Linked DNA regions of Mus musculus: regions 2, 3, 4 and 5 are each linked to region 1. A link is a contact called in public HiChIP or PLAC-seq and promoter capture Hi-C data. All regions are on one chromosome and are shown on one strand. Each heading gives the region's core, a stretch centred on a gene start, on an enhancer-like site or on the middle of the called end of the contact. The rest is flanking DNA. Distances are from core to core; before and after follow the strand shown. Region 1 holds the start of Stat5b (signal transducer and activator of transcription 5B). Region 2 holds the start of Becn1 (beclin 1, autophagy related). Region 3 holds the start of Jup (junction plakoglobin). Region 4 holds the start of Cntd1 (cyclin N-terminal domain containing 1). Region 5 overlaps Cntnap1 (contactin associated protein-like 1).

Region 1 (2,803 bases), core at 208-2,707:
TTCTCTGAGGATACTCTAACAACAACCTATAGAGTCTTACTGAGGCAAACATCTACTTCACTGCACAAGATGGGTCCTTGTGGGTGTGAGTCCATAAACTACTAAATATAAACACACTTGTGACCTGAGCTGGCAGCTAAGTCCATCTATCTGGGCCTCAGTTTTTACAATGAAAGAATGTAGTATAATCCCAGGGGTGGAGGCTTCCCAAATCGAAGATTCTATAAGCCAGTTTGCCACTATTAATTTAATACAAGTTCCGACCCACAGCGAGACAAGCACAAAAGTGGACATAGGTCCTTGAGGAAACGAATGGCCTCTTTTTGCCTTTAAAATCTTCTGGGTCTCATTAATCCCTGCTTTCTAAACGCTGCCGTTTGTTCTTCGCCTTTTCCATCACTGCTGGCTACAAGTGTTTGCAAACGCCTCCTGCTCCAGACAAGTCCCCCCCCCCGCCCCCTTCTGCTACCCCCCCCTTGATCACTCTGACCATCTTGCCAGATTCCTTTAGACTCAGACCAGCTTCTGTGATAAGACAGCTCTCCTTCCGACTCCCCATATCTACCCCCGACACCAGGATCACTTTTTTTTTAACTCTTTAACCTTGGCTAGGAAAAACAAGATAGAAAGAAAAGAAAGGAAAAGAAAAGAAGAGAAAATGAAAGAACAGCTTGCCCGCATCCCACCACCACACATTCAAGCCCAGGCCTGGCAGGTCCTGATGTGGGACCCCGCAGCCCAGAGCCTTATCAAAATGTTCATATTTGTTGTCTTGACTCCTTATAAGGCACTATTTCTTGAAGCTTTGCTGATACCCCCCACTCCACTGGGTACCTTCGGCTCATCGTTTTCCCCAGAGTCTCGGGCACCCCCCCCCCCCCGCTTTGGGGAGCACATTATAATAAGAGGAAAAACTGGGAGACAGCAGGGACTCTTCAGAAATGCAACAGGAAGGTGTGAGGCGGCCGACAGCAGTCCCCTCGCTCCCAGGGGATCGGCTCTGTCGGCGTCCCTCACACACCCATCGTGACACGCACGCGCCAATACTTTTCACGGTATCCACGGCGCCCCCCTCCGTGGCCTCCGCGCGCCCCTCTCGTAGCCACCACCAGCGCCCCGGGCCCCTCTGCAGCCGCCCGGCGCGGCCCCCGCGGCCTCCCCACGGCCCCGGAGCGATGGCGGCGGCTCGGCCCTGCCCAGCTTCTAGACAGCAGGAGCACGGGGCCCCGCCCGGGCTCCCGGGCCCCCTGGCCCCGCGCAGGGCGCAGCTCCTACCTCGTTCTGCCCCACCAGAGCCAGCGGTCTCTCCGGTCCCGCACGCTCTCTCGCACGCCCGCTCGCTCCCTCCCCGTGCAGGACCTCCGCGCGTCGTCGCCCGCGCTCGGTCCCCGCCCGGGGTGACGGCTTGGGCCGCCGACTCTCCTCCCGCCGGGGCCCACGGGGGCGCGCGCCGCTCTCGCGCTCAGGCTCCGGGGACGCGCGCCCGCCCGTAACCCCGAGCGCGCCCCGCTTCCTGGTTCCTGCCCGCGCGCGCTCCCCAGCCCCAAGGTCCCTCCGCGCCCCTGCGCGACCGCCCTGCGGGGCCCCGGAACCCCCTGCGCGCAGTGGAGCGCGGGAGCGCGCTCGGCTGGGCCTGCGCCGCGCGCTCCCGCTGCAGGCCGAGCCCGCGCCCAGCCGCCCTGGACACCCCCTCGAGGCTCCGGGACCCCTAACACATGCTGTTTTGTTTGGGTGGGAGAGATCCCCGTTTAAGGGCACGAGCGGCGGTGGTCTTGGAGATTGGGACACCCCCTCCGCGGCCCGCCCACCGCCCTCCCGCCGGGAAACCAGGCCCGCGTCCTCTAGCTCTCAGGCCGAGGGCAGAAGTCCATAGTAGCCCCGATCAATAATTATCCCGAGCTTGCTCCCTGGAGGGAGGTTTAAACCAGGGCCCCTGTCGCACTACCCCGATGGGCACAGGCAGGACCGGGCCAACTGGATCAGTGGATTGCCCCTGGGTGAATCTATGGGGCATATGGGAGACGCCTTCCTCCCTGGGAATTTTTGCTGGTAACTAATCTTGGTTTTGGGAGTGACAGGTTTATCCAGGGCCGTCTGGGTTCTCTCCAGGGGTAGAGGGTCTCTACTACCCTTTCCCCAATGTTGGGGAGGGTTGCTGTATGTGTGAGAGAAAGCAACCTGAGTCACCCACTCTCCCGCGCTCCATCTCCCCAAGCTGGCCAGTGGTTTCCCTGGCAACCCTCCAAGGGCCAACCCGGCCAGCCCGGAAGCAAGGCACATCAGTGGTACAGAAGCCACAGCTGTAGAAACCTCAGCTGCAGGGGCAAAAGAGGGAGGACCCCTTCCCAGCACAAACACACGGAACGTCTATTCTCTACAGTCACCTACAATTTGTCCCGCTGAAAATTTTCCTAGCCAGGCAGGATCGAGAGGCAAGCTCTTCTATGATTCTCTTCCCAGCAGCCTTCCCAGGCACAAAGGTTTGGGGGTGTTAACTGATCACAAAGCCCTTCTGCTCCTGCCCTACAGGCTGGGCCAACACCTGACACAGTGCTTGGCACAAAAAAGAGGGAGAGAGCGTGGGGGCTGGGCCAAGAAGCTGGATGGGATGGAAATCAGCAGCTCTGGGCTTCCCCTTCCCCACCTTTCCTCCCCCCACCCCCCCACCCCACAGCCAGCTTAGGACGAGTTAAAACTTCAGGGCACATTTCTCTGTTCAAGCTTCCATACCTGTAAGCTATCACCTCTCCCAGAAACACACTCCTGGCCTTTCTGTGTGATGCTCGCTCTAGGGCAGTGGTTC
Region 2 (2,803 bases), core at 178-2,677, 450 kb after region 1:
AGGACAATCTAGCCAGGCAAGGGCTAGAGTGAAACTCTGTCTATACCAACAGCAAGAACAATGAAAATAATTTTTTTTTAAGGAGAAGAAAAATAAAGAGCTGGGCAGATCACTCAATAGCTTAGAGCACCTGTTGCTCCTGTAAAGGACCTAGGTTCGAGTCCTAGCCCTCACACGGTGGCTCACAACCACCTGTTAACTCCAGTTCAGGGATCTGACGCCCTCTTCTGGCCTCTCCCGGCATCAGGCATTCTCGTCATGGACAGATGTACATGTAAGCAAACCACCTATACACATAACTAATACTAATTATGAATAAAAATGAATCAAGGTCTAGGGAGCTATATACAACAAAGCCAAGGTTTCCATGCTAATGCCAGGCCCATGAACGTGTTTAAACTCGCTAATCACCTCTCTCACTCTCTTCTTCAGGCTTCAAGGCTCTCCTACACTTCACTGGACCTCAGGTAAGTATGCTCACTGATGGCTCTAACCTCAACTCGTCACCTGTAAGAGGATGCACCATGGCACTTCTCCTGTCCTTTTTATTTTTGGAAACAGGGTCTCATTCAATAGCGCAGGCTGGCCTGGAACTTGAGGCAGCTCCGGCGTCAGCCTCCTGAGTTGCTGCAGTTATAGATGTGAGCCACCAAGCCTGGTTTCCACGGGGACTGTTACAGGACACCTGATTGATACACTGGTAAATCTTCAAGAAATTCTGTTATATGTGAATACTCCTTCACTCTGGAGACACTGTCAGAGGTCTATTCCTGACGAGAAAACCGAAAGCCAGAGACCGCCACCTCAATGTCCCTAAAGTTGCCCACTTCCCTCCTTCTTGACCACCCCTTTCCTCGGATCCTGCTGACCTGTGAGTTCCTGGATGGTGACCCGGTCCAGGATCTTGAAGCTCGTGTCCAGTTTCAGAGGCTGGCTACAGCGCTGGCACACGAAGCTCACCTGCATGGTGCTGCTGGACGCCTTAGACCCCTCCATGCCTGCGACAGCGGAGAAAAGACGACGTTAAGAAGAATCGGCTCCTTTGAACCTCGGGCCCGAGGCTACCCGCTGCCTTGGTGGTGGAGGTGAAGAGGAAAATCCCGGTCCGCGCCGTTCCCTCTGGGAGTGGGATGACACCAAGAGGACCCGCTTCCGGGGCAGAGCCCAGCTAAGGCAGTCTAGTCTCCCGAGCGGGGAAACGGGGCACCAGAGTGGCCGCCAGGGACTCTAGGCTTCTTCCTAAGGTCTCACTTCAGGCCCCGACGCTCCTCACCTCAGGAGCCCGGAGCCCGCCACCCAGGCTCGTTCTACCGCGGGGGCACGGTGGCCTCGGGTCCGCCCCGGAGCGAGACCTCCAGAGTTCCCATCGCCCGGTCTTCAGCTACTTCCCGGTCGGCTAGCTGAAGACTTCCGCCCAGGACCAGAAGTGACGTCACGACGGGAGCTGACGCAAGGACCCCTGCTCCAGATCCCTGTTTACCCGGCTCGGAGCGCCATCCAAAGGCCGAGCGGGGAAGTGCAGCAGTGCCGACAGGTGGGCCGAAGCTGCCCACACTCTTCTGATTTAGACGGTCCACTCAAGATTTGTTACTTCCAAGTGGAGCCACTTCTATATTCCTTAGGGATCAGGGTGTTGTTTGTTTGTTTGTTTGTTTGTTTGTTTGTTTGTTTGAGACAGGGTTTCTCTGTGTAGCCCTGGTTGACCTGGAACTCGCCCTGTAGACCAAGCTGGCATCCACTTCACAGAGATCCACTTGCCTCAGCCTCCTAAGGGCTGTGATTAAAAGCGTGCACCACCACCTTCCGGCATGTGTGAGCTTTTAAAGTGTATTTTTGGGAGAGTCAAATTGTCTAAACCCTTCTGAGGGAGTGCGTTTGGCAGGATGGTAAATTTTATTGTTATATGTATGTATGTATGTGTATGTGTGTATGTATGTATATATGTTTGTATATGTGTATATAATAAAATGCAAATACATTAAAGGTGATAGTTATATGTATGTATATATGTGTATGTGTGTATTATGTATGTATATAACAAAATGTAAATAAATAAAAAGGTGACAGTGGAGACTGGAGAGATGGCTCAGCAGTTAAAAGCACCAACCGCACTTCCAGATGACCTGGATTAAATCAAATCCATCCACCCACATGGCAGCTCATAACTGTCTGTAACTCCAAGAACTGACACCACTATCACCACTTTCACACAGTCATCCATGTATGCAAAACACCAATGCATTTGTGGTGTGTGTGTGTGTGTGTGTGTGTGTGTGTGTGTGTGAGAGAGAGAGAGAGAGAGAGAGCTGGCTCCTGTGAGTATGTGTGTATCTGGAATCATATCCAAGGCCTCTCATATACTAAGCAAGTACTCCACCAATGAACTGTATGTCCAGCCCTACTTTGTAAGTTTAACATATGTGGGCTGCCAAGATGGCTCAACCTGTAAAAGTGTGTGCACCAAACGTGAGAGAGACCCTAAGGTCAATTCCTAAGGATCGGAGTAGGAGGAGATGAAGTTGACCTCCAAAGGAATTCCAGGGTATGGACTGCCCTCCACCACCACTAAGGATAATAAAAATAATTGAATGTTTTCCATGTTGCTCCAGTTTTGTTAATTAACATTCTCATTGCTGCAATACATCACAGCAGAAACGCACAGATTACAGTGAATTTCTTTATTGATGGAAACTTCCATTGCTTCCAATTTGGGTGGATACAATAATATCACAATGAGGAATTGACTTTGTCCTAGAACAGAACCTTATCATTAAAAGTACTGTAGACTTTGGAATCTTCTCTT
Region 3 (2,803 bases), core at 118-2,617, 450 kb before region 1:
GACAGATACTTAGCAGGCCTCATATAAGGGGGTGTGATGGTCTCCGGAGGAGGGGGAAGGAAGAAGACACTTCCCCTTTCAGCAACGCCCCCACCCCACCCCCATTGGTCCCTACCTCAGGCCTTAGGGGCCTGGCAAACAGGATGGAGTTGGGGGCAGGGAGAACAGGGTCAAAGCGCACACACTGGCTACGTTCAGCTTGGAGCTGACTGGGGGAAGGGGTTTTCCTCCAAGAAGTACCACCAAGCCTAGAATCAGCTCTCAACAAGGAGACTAGAAAAATCCTAGAAAAGGCTCCCATGGTTACTTTCTCCTGGAAAGTTTGTTTGGAGTGATTTCTCAACAAGAATGGGTTGCAGAAATCAAAAGATATTGCTGTTTCCCTATCAACACTCTGGAAACCACAGCTACTAAAAACTGGGCGAGTGCTTCTTAAATTTTCTCTACCGGCCCAGACTCCAGGCCAAGCCACCAGTGTCAGACATCGGTAGGGCACTCAGCCCAGACCCTTCACCAGTTCCCCAGTCACCCTATCCCACCTCCGTAGGAGAAGGCATTGACCGGCGTACACTAGAGCGGAGGGAGGCGCCACAGGTCCAGCTCGGAGCTGCAGGGCAGGGCCTCCGTCTTCCAAGCGCTCACCTGCTCTGCTCAGCAGGTGGGAATTGCGTCCCTGGGAAAATGTGCACTCGGCCCCCACAGTTTGGAAAGCTGGGCGCAGACAATAGGGCCCCACCCAGGCCTGGGGGAGTAGGGAGGGAGGGAGAGAAAGCGAGGATGACGCGTGGGGTGCGGTGAGGGTGGCCCCAAAGAGACTAGGCAGCAAGTTTCCCAAACGGTAAATTCCTGTCACCGTGAGCTCCGGGACCAGGCGGAGCGGGTCAAAGTCTGCTCGGTCAGCTCCAGGGGAGAGTCAGGGACGCCGTGTTAGGCGAGCTCTGGGGCCCTGGGGGAGGCGCGAACTCCGAGGCACCTGCCCTAGTTCCTCCCCACCCTTCTCAGACCTGCGGTTCACCGAGCCTGGAGGGGCGCTCCAACCCAGATTGCTTGTCCCAAGGGTCCCGCGCCCCGGACCCCAGCGCGCCCCCTGTCGCTGGTGTAGGATGCGCTCCCTGACACCCGCCCTCACCTGCCCTGAAACCGCTGGAACCAGCCTCCCGGCCGCTTGCTGTCCCTACTCTCCCACAGTGATTCGTACCCCGATCGGGTGTACCTGAGCGTGGAGCCGGGCTGAGCCGAATCGGGGTCGGGTCTGGCCGGGAGGGAGCCGGCGCGGGCAGCGAACTGAGCTCGGCGCACTCGGGCGGCGGCTGCTCCGGACTCTGGCCAAGGCAGCAACTCAGTAACCGAACAAAAGGCAAAGGGACCTGACAGCCAAGCCACACCTCTCGCCCCCTCGAAGCTCCGCCCCCTAGGGAGACTCCCACCCTCTGAGGCTATCTCACTGGCTGCCCAGCCTGACTATCCCATCGAGGGGCGGAGCCTCGCGCCGGGACCTCTACCACGGCCGCCTCTGTTTATGCGCTCACCATTGGCCCCAGGGACTGCCACTCGACTCTGGGGTGGACGCCAACTTGAGGTCTCATCCTCACTCTGCATCTATTGGCAAATAGAAAGTTTCTTCTTTATGATTGGACAGAGGGCTGTCAGTAAGACTAAGGAAAAAGCCAATGGATCAGGTGGGGCGTGACTTGCCCCACCCTAGCCCTGAGCAGGTAAGACTCATTATTCTCCCCTTCCCCCCCTACCTGTCCAACAGGTGAGTCAGGGGGAGGCATGGGAAAGGACTGACGCCTTCACTAGCCAGCCAACTCAGCGTCAGGCTTATTCATTCTTGCCTCAACGTAGTAATAAGATGTTTGTAAAGCATTTCATAGGCTTTGTGCTGGGTTGGGATTTTCTCCCCCCTACAAAAGATGGAGTGTTCCCTGATCCCTTCTGTTTAGAATTAGCAGGCCTGGGTTTGGGTTCTCCCCTTAATCTTTGTATGACCTTAGGCTAGTTAGTGTACCTTTCACCCTGTATCTCTTCTGTAAAGTGGGTTCATTAGCTTTATCTATCTTAGGTTGGAGAGATTAAATGAAATAAGCTTTGTAGTAGCACTTAAACAGCTGAGGAATGTCAGTATTTAAACTGTCTCAGTTCGAGACAGTTCTTAAAAAGTGCTGGAGCAGCCAGGCAGTGGTGGCACTCGAGGAGGCAGAGGCAGGCAGATCTCTGTGAGTTAAGAGGCCAGCCTGGTCTTCAAAGTGGGATCGAAATGATCCATGTTAAAAGAATATTTTTAATGGGCTTGTGTGGTGCCTCAGTTGTGCAGATGTGACCACCCGAGTCTGATACCTCATGGAGGGAGACAACAGCCAAGTCTCACAGGTTGTCCTCTGTCCTCTGATCTCCCGCCTTGGCACAAGTGCCACACACATAAAAGTAAATAAAATGTAATGCGATTTTAAAACTACGCTCCAAAGAGATCACAAGACTAGGAAATATGGTACACTCTAAACTCCGACACCTTCTTTCTTTTTTTTTTTTTTTTGTTTTTGTTTTTGTTTTTGTTTTTCCAGACAGAGTTTCTCTGTATAGCCCTGGCTATCCTGGAACTCACTTTGTAGACCAGGCTGGCCTCGAACCCAGAAATCCACCTGCCTCTGCCTCCCGAGTGCTGGGATTAAAGGCGTGCGCCACCACGCCTGGGCCGACACCTTCTTTCAAGTCCCAGAGCAGAAGGGTCAGTGTGTTTTGGGGGTGGGGCGGGGGGGGGCTGGATACTGCTCCAGGGAGAAACAGACAAAGGAGATTAAAT
Region 4 (2,803 bases), core at 128-2,627, 430 kb after region 1:
CAGGTGGAAAGATCTCACGGAAAAAGTAATTCTAGTTAAACATTTACAGCTCCCTGGGGCAATGCCACCGCTGCAGCTAGTGCCAGGGAGCTTTCCAGCGTGAAGTGCCATATGTCTCTCTGCCCCCACACACTAGCTTGGCTTCGGGAGACATGACTCATTTTATTACTTTAACTTGACCCTATCTTTCCCACTTTAAGGTTCCAACGCTGCAGTTAAGCCACACCCTCCCCCTTAAGAGTCGGGGCCCCTGGGAGGTGAAGGGGTAAACCACAAAGTTTGGGTAAAGGCAAGGTTGCATACCTCTCAAACAAGGAAATAAAAAGGGCTGAGTAACTGGACAAACTGCACGTGAAGTGAGCAATCCCCCCCTTGGCAGCGGCCAAATGCATAGTCTCTGGCTTCTTGGGCTCAATCACACAGTCCGACGTTAGTGTGCCAGTGATGCTGTAAGACCACCAGGCATCATTCAACATATACAGGGGATCCAGCAGTTTGAAGATGGTCCATACAGTTAGGGTCCCGAAGCTCGCTCTCTCTCAAGAGCACGGGCTCGGGCAGCTTTGGCTTCATCTTCCAGCTCATCAAGGAAACGCTCTTGGGCCACCGAGTAGAAGGTGTAACCATCTGACGGAGTGGGTTCAGGAAACCACAAAGCACATGGGCATTCCTTTCGTCTAGCCACCCTTGCTGTTTTCCCAAATTAATGATTTTGGATTGCCACCCTTTTGCTCCTTTTGAACCCTTAACCAATTGTTATTACTAAGCCAATACGCGCTGCGTATATATAGTAAGATTAGGCATGAACCTCATTTGCCCGCACATTAAAAGCTACACGTCTTGTTCCCTTTTCCCTAACCCCATATGCGGTATAGCCAGGACGGATACAAATAGCTAACACCAGGGCCCCGATGCCCAGGCCGGTCATGATGTTCCGGGTCCGCCGCTGTGGCAGTGTTTTCTGCCACTGGGCAAGTTGCACCTGCCGCATAAACTGCAACTGCGCTGGGGTCAATTTCTCCCGCGACGGGTCGATGCGCTGAGCGAATGGAGCATTTCCATTCTTAGCATTCAGAGGGTCACCAGCTCCAGGGGCCGCCATGTTGCTGCTCCGCCCTAAGCCGTCAAGCCCGGAACTCGCCAGGAATTGTAGTCTTTGACTTCAGCAAGGAACTCTGGGAGCTGTAGTCCACGTGGAGTTTTCTGGGTAGAGGCAGGGTCTCTCCGCCCTAGAGGAGGGACAGGAAAGGTGAAAAGCGCCCTGCTTTCTGATTGGCTGAGCTCTCTGTGTCAGTTGGGGCGCGAAAAGCTGTTGACCGTTCGAAGCCGTGGTGGACATTATGTTTTTTCTCAGATTCGAAGCGAGGGCAAACATATAGAAAGGGAAGGAAGAATCCAAGGTGTGGCAGAAGATTCTGGAAATAAGCTAAGGAGGCCAGTTTATGGATCCCGTAAACTGTCCAAGTACTCCGAAAGACTTATGAATATGGAAGGACCCTTGAGGCCCAGGCTGGTGAACTGTAGTGACTTTCAGTTCGGAGTGGTTACCACAGAGACTATCGAAAACGCCCTGCTTCACTTGGCCCAGCAGAACGAGCAAGCCGTGAAGGAGGCTGCGGGACGGACGGGCAGCTTCAGGGAGACCCGGATCGTGGGTGTGGATGCAGAGTGGGGAGTCAGGTTTACGGGAGGCAGGGGAGCGTTGATCTTTGTTTTTCACTCAAATATTTTGCTAGTACTCTTGTTGTGCGAGGTCGTGGGGCTTATAAGCGATGAACGAGGCTTACTAGCACTCTTTTTTTTATTTCTTAACCCCCACTTCCCTGCACCACTCCCCACGTGCCTTTTTTTATTTTTATTTTTAAAGACAAAGTCTCACTGTGGAGTCATGACCTGGAACACTCTCTGTAGCTTAGGCTGGCCTGGAATTGACAGATGTTCTGACTCCCAGATGCTGGGATTAAAAGCACACGGCATCATGGGGAGTCCCCCCCCTTTTAAAATTAATGTATGTCTGTATGAGGGTATCCAATCACCTGAAACTGAGGTTATAGACAGCTGTGAGCTGCCATATGGGTGCTGGGAATTGAACCCTGGTCCTCTAGAAGGGTAGCCAGTGCTTCTAACTGCTTGAGCCATCTCTCCACCACCAGCCCCCTTTACTCTTCTTTCCATAAACGTGTTTAGAGTGCTTATCATTTACATTGCCTGGTATAGAAAGAGGGAACTGCAATCTAGCCATTGCTCTCAAACTATGTAGTCTTTAGGTGGGAATTGTTAACATATGAGCAAGTGGATACAAATAACGGTTAGAGTGATTGACACAGAGAATACAAGCTACTATGAGAATTTAAAGGAGTGGTAAGATGAGGTCCAGGGATTGAATGATACCATGAATAAAACTTGGGAAAACAAGAGGGAGGCTGGGAGCGGAGGGTTTAGTTGTCCAGGTTGACCAGAGCATATGGAGAAGCAATAGAGAGTAAGGCCAGGAAAGTAGTTTGGAGACATTCCAAGCAGAGGTCTGAATGTCTGTCAGGGGAGAGAACTTTATACTTGTTTTAGCAGGAAAAAAGAAGAATTGAGAATTATAGGCAGTTGTGAGCCACCTGATGTGGGTGCTGGGAATTGAACCCAGGTTTTCTGGAAGACCTGCCAGTGCTCTTAACTGCTAAGCCATCTCTGCTGAGCGAAGCCACTGAAATGTAAATGAGGGGGCCAATGTGGCTGTCATTTTCCCCCTGGTAAAAATGATTTTGTATGTGGTCTAAAGGCTGGAGTTGAGTTGGGAGGTGAGCTAGGG
Region 5 (2,803 bases), core at 96-2,595, 340 kb after region 1:
GCTGCTTGTGAGGATGGATCTGGGGAGAGGAGCAAGCAGAGAGTGGGGAAGCAGAAAGAGCAGCGAGGGTAGTGGGAGGGGAATGGAAGAGGGGCAAGGCTTCTCTGGGTGAACCCTGATACCTCTTTCTTGGCCGCCTCTCCCTCAGAGACAGGAGTCATTGACCCAGAGATTCAGCGGTACAACACCCCAGGTTTCTCAGGCTGCCTGTCTGGTGTCCGGTTCAACAATGTGGCTCCTCTCAAGACCCATTTCCGAACCCCTCGGCCCATGACTGCTGAGCTGGCGGAGGCCATGCGGGTTCAAGGAGAACTGTCAGAATCTAACTGTGGAGCTATGCCACGCCTTGTCTCTGAGGTGCCACCAGAACTTGATCCCTGGTACCTGCCTCCAGGTGAATCCCTAGACACAAGTGAAGATGGGGGTGGGGTGGGGTAACAGTGATGGGAAATGGCTCTGAATACAGAGGCAGCGGCTCTTAATCAGCCTTTCCTCCTCTTTAGATTTCCCATACTACCATGACGACGGATGGATTGCCATACTCTTAGGTTGTAAGTAGCACCGACCATGAACCCGACTTCCTAAGACCACCTCGCTAGCATCCTCCCTGGCTCCTGTCCTCAGAAGTGGGGTGGGGGGAGGCATTAGCTGTGAGATGGCAAGAAGGCGGCAGGGACAGGTTATGCTGACATCAGTATTTAGCTGGGGGAGGACTAGGCAGCTATAAATTTTTAATTGAGATGAAATATTAAAATGCAGCCCCAGTTACAGGATGAGGAAAAATAGAAATGTAGTAACATCTAGAGAAATAAGAAATTGGAGAAGCCATCAGAGATAGGGAAAGGGTAAAGTGGACAGTGGATAAGCCAAGAACTCAGACATTCTAGACAGAGCCATGCCTGACACAGTTATGTTTGCTATACCCGGGTGAACATGATGCTTTGGCCGAGCGTGTATGTGTGTACCCCGAAGGCCTTCCCTAAGCTGTTCTTTTTCTTCCATTCAGTTTTGGTGGCCTTCCTGCTGCTGGGGCTTGTGGGAATGCTGGTGCTGTTCTATCTGCAAAATCATCGATACAAGGGCTCCTACCACACCAACGAGCCCAAGGCCACCCACGATTCCCATCCTGGCGGCAAAGCTCCCCTCCCTCCCTCAGGCCCTGCCCAGGCCCCTGCCCCTACTCCAGCTCCCACACAGCTTCCAACCCCAGCCCCAGCCCCAGCCCCAGCCCCAGCCTCTGGCCCAGGCCCCAGAGACCAGAACCTCCCCCAGATCTTGGAGGAGTCCAGGTCTGAATGAGTCACAAGGGCTTCAGGGACCAAGGCCAACTCCTCTAAGTCCCCTCAGCTCCTGCCTTCCCCCTCCCTTGCCAGGGACATTTGGCTCTTCTAAGCAGGCTCTGTTCACCAGGAGGATTCCCCTCTTGCCAAGTTTGGTGCGCAGAGCTACAGATGGGACCAAAGGGAGTGGCCGAGCCTCACTGCCTAAACCAATGCCCTGCTCATCCCTCTACCCCCCCCCCCACCCGCCCCCAGCTCCAGACTGTTTGCCTGCCCTACAGGAGAAAGCCCATGATGCTGAGACAGGCCTTTCCTGCCATCTCTGTCCCAGCTGCTGGCAAGGATTAACAACGAAGGGCAGGGGAGATGAACTGCCTCCCTTCCTGTGTACACTATCAGCAGGGACAGATGTGGGGGATCGAGAGGCTGCTAAAACACACCCTGGAGCCTCCCCTCCTCCTCCTGCCCTGCTGACCGGCTGTCTTCCATCTGCTTCCTCTCAGCTGGGGCTGAGGGAAGAACTTCACCACCCCCACCCCCACCTCACTCAACCCTTTTTGTTCTTACAGAGACAAGAGGCCTGCCTCAGTTTAGCACTTTAGTACCTCCACTGCTTCACTTGCTTCAGCCAAAGCCATAAAAAGCCTGCCTGAGTAGAAAAGATAATGCAGATGCCCTGCCTAGCCAGCCCTCTACTCTTCCACCCCTTTTCAAAATATGCAATAGCCTTGGTGCCTGTGCGCAGGCCTGGCCCTCTCCAATGCATGAGGAGCCCTCCCCCCTCTGCTCAGAAATGCTGCTGCGTTTACCCAGGAGGTCATATTCTTTATATATATTTCTTGTTGCAGAGTCTCTCTCCAGAGAACTATATATTACTCTAATTTTTTAATTATCTGTTTATATATAAAAGAACTCAGTGGGCTGTCCTGTGCTATGCCCAGTTTGTAGCGAGCTCCTTCTGTGTTTGATGTCTCATGAGTCCTGCCAGCCACTCACCCACGTGCTGGGCCTCCACTCTAGTGCAGGGCAGAGCCTGCTGTGCCCTCAACTGAGCAGGTTCAATAAAGCAGCGTGGCAGAGCCCCGTCTGTGCGTGGTAGCTGACATCCTGGCCAAGGAACTAATGAAGTCTTAAGGGAACTATTCTGAGAGCTTGGAAATTTCTAGTCCTCAAAACCTATGCGTATAAGCCAGGCAGTGGTGGCACACAACTTTAACCCCAGCATTCAGTAGGCAAAAGGCAGGCAGATCTCTGAGTTCAAGGCCAGCCTGGTCTACAGAGCTGACTTCCAGGGCAGCCAGGGCTACACAGTTCTCCAAAAACTAAAAGCTATTCCACCTCCCGGGGGCTTCACCTCCCACCCCGCTCCCAGAGGATGGTGGGGGTCAGAGCGCTAAAGCTTCTACCCAACCTGCCCCCATGCCACCACCTTTTATGCTTCCAGCCCAAGCACGGAGGACACAACTTGCCAAAATGGAGTCTTAACACTTTATTAGATAAGAGGTCACAAGCCACAGGACTTT

Evidence for each region. Promoter capture Hi-C pulls out the DNA fragments that hold promoters and counts their contacts. HiChIP or PLAC-seq counts read pairs in DNA pulled down with a chosen protein or histone mark.
Region 2: a contact with region 1 is called in an HNF4G HiChIP or PLAC-seq map of pancreatic cancer cells. The contact joins the promoter of Becn1 here to the promoter of Stat5b in region 1. A contact is called at or near these places in 1 of 39 promoter capture datasets (liver), 1 of 484 Hi-C or Micro-C datasets (B cells), 3 of 115 datasets of contacts at active chromatin or transcription factors (embryonic stem cells, memory CD8 T cells and pancreatic cancer cells) and 2 of 9 other capture datasets (adipose tissue and pancreatic islet).
Region 3: a promoter capture Hi-C map of cranial neural crest shows a contact between it and region 1. The contact joins the promoter of Jup here to the promoter of Stat5b in region 1. A contact is called at or near these places in 5 of 39 promoter capture datasets (cranial neural crest, frontonasal cranial neural crest, liver and 2 more) and 1 of 9 other capture datasets (pancreatic islet).
Region 4: a promoter capture Hi-C map of erythroid cells shows a contact between it and region 1, with 4 times the contacts expected there. The contact joins the promoter of Cntd1 here to the promoter of Stat5b in region 1. A contact is called at or near these places in 3 of 39 promoter capture datasets (embryonic stem cells, erythroid cells and liver), 1 of 115 datasets of contacts at active chromatin or transcription factors (pancreatic cancer cells) and 1 of 9 other capture datasets (pancreatic islet).
Region 5: a promoter capture Hi-C map of fetal liver shows a contact between it and region 1, with 2.8 times the contacts expected there. The contact joins the enhancer-like site here to the promoter of Stat5b in region 1. A contact is called at or near these places in 9 of 39 promoter capture datasets (the 3T3-L1 cell line, the C10 cell line, embryonic stem cells and 3 more), 2 of 484 Hi-C or Micro-C datasets (the G1E-ER4 cell line and uterus), 2 of 115 datasets of contacts at active chromatin or transcription factors (bone marrow-derived dendritic cells and embryonic stem cells) and 2 of 9 other capture datasets (adipose tissue and embryonic stem cells).

What each region holds. Positions count from the first base shown.
Region 1 is chr11:100,849,124-100,851,926 of GRCm38.p6, forward strand. Stat5b (signal transducer and activator of transcription 5B) reads right to left here and starts at 1,458. Exons shown (of 19, transcript NM_001113563.2): 1 at 1,276-1,458.
Region 2 is chr11:101,300,859-101,303,661 of GRCm38.p6, forward strand. Becn1 (beclin 1, autophagy related) reads right to left here and starts at 1,428. Exons shown (of 12, transcript NM_019584.4): 1 at 1,274-1,428; 2 at 870-998. The coding sequence starts at 996.
Region 3 is chr11:100,396,423-100,399,225 of GRCm38.p6, forward strand. It overlaps Jup (junction plakoglobin), which reads right to left and starts at 1,368. Exons shown (of 14, transcript NM_010593.2): 1 at 1,214-1,368. It overlaps Gm12348 (predicted gene 12348), which reads left to right and starts at 1,694. Exons shown (of 4, transcript NR_132425.1): 1 at 1,694-1,715.
Region 4 is chr11:101,277,826-101,280,628 of GRCm38.p6, forward strand. It overlaps Cntd1 (cyclin N-terminal domain containing 1), which reads left to right and starts at 1,378. Exons shown (of 7, transcript NM_026562.2): 1 at 1,378-1,655. The coding sequence starts at 1,481. Coa3 (cytochrome C oxidase assembly factor 3) reads right to left here and starts at 1,123. Exons shown (of 2, transcript NM_026618.2): 1 at 889-1,123; 2 at 145-627. The coding sequence starts at 1,102. The coding sequence ends at 515.
Region 5 is chr11:101,188,361-101,191,163 of GRCm38.p6, forward strand. Cntnap1 (contactin associated protein-like 1) reads left to right here. Exons shown (of 24, transcript NM_016782.2): 22 at 149-394; 23 at 504-551; 24 at 1,007-2,360. The coding sequence ends at 1,299. Ezh1 (enhancer of zeste 1 polycomb repressive complex 2 subunit) reads right to left here. Exons shown (of 21, transcript NM_007970.3): 21 at 2,755-2,803. Among named protein-coding and RNA genes, the nearest start is that of Cntnap1, 14 kb to the left of the region's middle. Within about 2 kb of position 1,346, at least 160 of the 459 cell types and tissues checked have an H3K27ac peak or open chromatin away from gene starts, as enhancers often do. A contact at or near this core is called in the G1E-ER4 cell line, fetal liver, liver and 1 more, where this site is marked.